2 separate regions of the Danio rerio genome follow, and region 1 is linked to region 2. Evidence: chromatin contacts called from public HiCAR-type data. All regions are on one chromosome and are shown on one strand. The core of a region is the stretch at or near the end of the contact, and the rest is flanking DNA. Distances in the headings are between cores, read along the strand shown.

Evidence for each region. HiCAR-type assays count read pairs that join an accessible place to other places.
Region 1: a contact with region 2 is called in a HiCAR-type map of caudal fin, with 4 times the contacts expected there. The contact joins the promoter of g3bp1 here to the promoter of slc25a48 in region 2. A contact is called at or near these places in 1 of 18 Hi-C or Micro-C datasets (hematopoietic stem cells) and 2 of 4 datasets of contacts at active chromatin or transcription factors (caudal fin and embryo).

What each region holds. Positions count from the first base shown.
Region 1 is chr14:30,208,311-30,211,010 of GRCz12tu, forward strand. It overlaps g3bp1 (GTPase activating protein (SH3 domain) binding protein 1), which reads right to left and starts at 1,277. Exons shown (of 12, transcript NM_199956.1): 1 at 1,163-1,277; 2 at 1-46. The coding sequence starts at 24. It overlaps LOC141377524 (a long non-coding RNA gene), which reads left to right and starts at 1,485. Exons shown (of 2, transcript XR_012389767.1): 1 at 1,485-1,615.
Region 2 is chr14:29,871,551-29,874,250 of GRCz12tu, forward strand. It overlaps slc25a48 (solute carrier family 25 member 48), which reads right to left and starts at 1,257. Exons shown (of 7, transcript NM_001002367.1): 1 at 1,103-1,257; 2 at 307-350; 3 at 1-70. The coding sequence starts at 1,148.

The DNA of each region.
Region 1 (2,700 bases), core at 27-2,526, 340 kb after region 2:
GGCACTTGGCTTCTCCATCACCATTTCTTTGGTCAACTGGTTTCAACTAAAACAAAAATGACTTATTATAAAAAAAGCACCTCCACTGTTTCTTCACCCTTATGTGGTTCCAAAGACACATGGTTGCTTCTTGAGGACCACAAAAGGAACTGCCCTGCGACATCTCCTTATGCGTCCTTCAGAGGAAAGCTAACGTTATCTGGATTTGAAAATCCTGATAGAGGCAACTCCCATTCCTGACGGAACTCATTTGAATATCAACCGCTATAAACGATATTTGATGAAGGAAATCGGGACAGGCCGCTTGTTGAAACCGAAACAAATCCCTTTGTTAAGCTCATGAAGACGTAACGTTAGACGCAATGAGGACGTTTAACAACAGCGTCTATACATTTCCGTCGCGCCCTAAAAGAACAGCAGTTCAATTAGATGTTTTAACTCCTAGTGAAGGGTGGGAAATTATTCCTATTGGAAAACTGTTTCAATCTGATGAATTCATTGTAAGGTTGAGCCAAGTAGGCCTGGACAACAGCGACGCGTTGCCATCTTGAGCCCCGTACCTAAGAGATAATCAATATTTCTTTCGTTTTCGAAAGGTTAACGAAAACTACTTGATCAAGGTCACAATTTAATCCACGTCCTAGAATTCTTCATTCGCCATTCATGAATCAGGCACGTGCCCAGTAACGTTACCGCGCTGACTTCAATTAATGTTACACGATCGTAATATATATCGAATGACAACACAATACGCAGAAATTTTGTTAAACTGATCTTAAACATCAGAAGAAGCGTAACACACCCTAACGACACCGTGAACGTGTGCTCCCTCTTTGTCGGAAATGTCGGCTGGTGGTCAAGCAAATGCAGCTAAAGCTAATCCTCACAGCGTCGACTAACAAAAAGACCCAGCCAGCGACCTAAGGCGGATTTGACCTTTTAATCGTCTGAAATAATCATAGCATTCATAATATGAAATATTTTTTATACAAAAACTACCGGAACTATACCTCTATATTAGATTAATCACATACTTTAAGCACATGGCTATTAGCTGCGCAGGAGCTAACAGAAAGCAGTACGCAACGCACAAGAACAAAAAAGATGTAGTGAAAAATAAACTGTAGAACATATTTAACTTAAAAAGCTAAAGTGAACTTACCGAAAGGGAATCAGTAATGTGTTTTTGGGAAGAGTTTGACGTGATTTAGGTGAAGCACCTCCTGCGCCGGTAGCTGTGAAGCTTTTAGCTGAGACACTGGCAGCAGCGCGTGTGGCGAATTGCCGGTTTCACAGCAGCGCCTACTAAACTCAACGGCCCACATGATCGCAGAACCCAGCAGCCAATCAGAACACCGCATTGGAACCCCCCATCCTATCATAATTCGTTCTGCCGTAAACCCCCTAAAATTACCCAACTGAAAACGTGGGTGAAAGAAATGATCATAGCAAGTTTGTCTGTCCCGCACGTACGTGAACTATGTGGTGAGCCATTGCGCAGCTGCCGATGCTGACCGTGTTGTTACTGTGCGCATTTTTGTTTGCGAAACTATGAGTTACTTGGTGATTTCCGTGCACATTAGAAACTGTACACTACAAACATTCAACTGCCAATGTAAGTCATTTGAGAAAGCGCCAAAGAGTAAAGAAAAGAAAGAGTAGATGATTAAGAAAATGTCAACAAGTCTTCATCTAAAGCAAGACAAGACATTTTGTACTGTGTTGTACTCATTTATGTAATTAGATAATTAATGACAGGGCTTTTGATTTAATTAAAATTATTATTGAAAGTTATTTCTACAGTTATATAGACATAATATAGCAATATTCATATATAGCAACATAACAATTTTTTCAGCCTCAGTAATGACCTAATGTTATTTACCGAAAGGTTTGAACAAGCAAGTAAAGAGTCATCGAGTAGTAAAAGATGGAAGAGACAGATTTTTTTATTTTTGGGTCAACTATCACATTAATGTCTTAAATATATATATATATATATATATTTATGTATATATATATATATATATATTTATGACATATATATATATATATATGTCAAGCCCATAGTCAGCATGATGAAATGGGGTGGTTCTTTTTCTCAAAAGTGGAGCTTTAACTTTCCTCATTCAAAATTTGGCCACTTGAATAATAAAAAATTAAAACAGAATAATAATAATATAGAGCTTCATAATTTTAGATTTTATTTGAAAATTCATGGATAACAAAAATAGCCAATTTAGCTTTCAAATTAATTTTAATATGGGCCTTTCGCGGTGCTTCAAGCCTTTTTATAGGTTTATTATATCAAAAATAAGGTTTAAGATTTAGAATAAAAGTTAATTGTAAATGTTTTCTCTATTTAACGACAATACAGTAGGTCAGTAGTGAATTTTCACAGTATGTCTGATAATATTTTTTCTTCTGGAGAAAGTCTTATTTGTTTTATTTCGGCTAGAATAAAAGCAGTTTTTAATTTTTTTAAAAAAGATTTTGAGGTCAAAATTATTAGCCCCTTTAAGCTAAACATTTTTCGACTGTCTACAGAACAAACCATCATTATACAATAACTTACCTAATTACCCTAACCTGCCTAGTTAACCTAAATAACCTAGTTAAGCCTTTAAATGTCACTTTAAGCTGTATAGAAGCGTCTTGAAAAGTATCTAGTCAAAAATTATGTACTGTTATCATGACAAA
Region 2 (2,700 bases), core at 7-2,506:
TTTCCTTTTTGTAGATTGTGACAACACAGTGGAAAGTATTCTTGTATCCTTTGCCAGCTTGTAAGCGAGTCTGTAAAAGAGCAGAATTTATTTTTTCCCCATTAATTTTTCCCCTTTTATTTATAATAAATTCATCCTAAACAATACATGTTTAAATATAAATATATTTTTTTAAATTATAAACATGTAATACATGTATATCTAATATTATATATATATATATATATATATATATATATATATATATATATATATATATATATATATATATATATATATATATATATAAAGAAGGATTTTTCTTACCTTGACTGTGTCAAGTGGATGACCTACGATCACACTGGATGCTCCTGAAAAAAAAACATTTTTGCAGCTGAAGACGATGATAGATTCTGCATCACATAGTTTAGTAGGAGGCTCTTCTAGCAGAACACTGTGTCCATTTTCATGAATAAGTTGCATTGTTATGAACATTTCATGGTGGGTGAACATGCACATTAGAGCTTTTCAAAAAAAAAAAACATTTCTCTTTTCATTGGAGACTAAAATCCGTTTTACACCAAAACAAGTCTTCATTATAAACCCGTGAAACCAGCGTTGTTGCGTTGTTTGCACAAAGGCGAACAATAGTTGAAACACTTTGTAAAGTTATCTTAACTGATTTTAACGACGACGTGACAACAAATTCATTTAAAAAAAACAATTTTGTACGTTTTCTTGAAACTTTAAGAAAATAGTTCTTCCAACAGCACATCACACACACAAAAAACCTTGATCAACATAAACAAGACAAAAGACGCCCCTCCCGCGGCTTGTTGCCATCTCTCCATAAAACGTTTTCCAAATCATTTTTTATTCTTTAAAGTCTCTCATTTCGCTGTAGTTTGCAGAACTAGCATATGCAATAGGTAGAGTTATATCGCTTTAAAGCAGTTGTTTGGTTTACAACCAAAAACAGACAAACAAACAAACAAGATAAAGTGCTTCATGAAGATGCATAAAATATGGGCTATTTGATAAACTTTACGAAAATGTACGTTTTTTTAGTTCGTATTGTCAAACACGACACGTTTTACAAAACAGGAATCAAAATAAAGCTCACCTCCAATCCACCCTGCTAAAAAATCATCCAACTGAAAGACTGTCATTGTACAACTGAGTGAATTTACACGGGAGATTTCCACATAGGCGTCGGCATTGATGCATTGATTTAAAAGTTCAAGCCAAACATCCTTAAGCTTTATTTAAGAGTTCGTCAGATCTATAAAAGCTGAGGTAAAACTTCAGCTCCATCCCAGCATTTTAAATCGGCGAGGGGGGAGTATAAGGGGGCGTTGCAGAGATACGAAAATAGATTTGTCCACCAGCAAACAGTCATTATGACTTGATTAAAACAATATGCTCAGACATATTTTCCGTTATTGTGGAGTATACGGGTAAATTACGCCATTCTCTATCATGTGACTTGAAACGTGGCTGCTGAGTTCTTCTATATGTTGAGGAATGCGTGGCATTTGGCGTCTTAAACAGATCGACTGAACATAAAAAAGGAATTAGTTTTTTCACAAGGATTTATTGAAAATTATGTTTCTGTTATTCTTAAATGCTGCTTTTGATAAATATTTACAGTCCAATGGCACATCCTTGACATGAAACGTTATCTATAGGTTTAGATGTAAACAAACGTTCTGTAAATATCATGCTTAAGTTCATGGAAAGTTACTTCCAGTGTGTTGTGATGTTTTAAACTTAAGGACACAGATAGAGTTATAAGAAGTGCTGTAAAAAACGAATGTAAACTCAAATCATATGTCTTAAATTATGTCTAATGCACAACATGCTGCTTAGTCAATTCTGATTTTGACTGAATTCAGGCGATTTAGAAACTTTCTGAAATTATTGTGACTGATTATACAGCTAATTCTATTTTATAGCCTAATGTTCAACTTCAAAACTGCCCGAAACGCTCAGTTGTTTAACTTTTTGAAAAATATCATTGATTTACATGTTTATTTTGGCACAAGCTTTGTGTTCCGGACACAATATGAACCCTATGACATATAATCTGTAATCTACACACAAAAATTGACATCCAAATTGGGCTTCTTCAAGTCAAAATAATAAATGAACAGATAGAAATAGCAATTTAAGGTAACTTAAACAAATTTACAACATATGCATGTGGAGTATTAGGAAAAACATAGTATTTATCCATGCTAAATAATTAAATTTAAATGTAAATATATAAAACTAAGGTACAACTTTATGGTAGACAGCCATTTAAAAAAAAAAAAAACACAAATGTCATAAAACCATAAATCTTACCCCAATATAGTGTACACAACAAGGGTAATAATTTGCCTTAAGGTTGGGTGGAAAAATATTTAACTGACTTAATTGTAGGATATACAGATAGTGTAAAATTTAAAGAAGACACTAGCTTCACAGATTCAATCATCCATAAATATATAAAAACATAAAAAAAATAGTTTTCAAGTAAAATGACAATTAATTTGTTGCCTCATTCATACTACACACTATTTTGGTAGAGTCAAAATAGCAGAAAATCTGGTTTAATGTTTTGTTTGACTATTTGGCCCATTGTGACTTATCATTAACTCACTTGTAGTAATAAAGTCATAGTGTATGGCCCATTTATCCTTTATCACCTGACCTTAAATAGGTGAGGCCGTGAGGCAA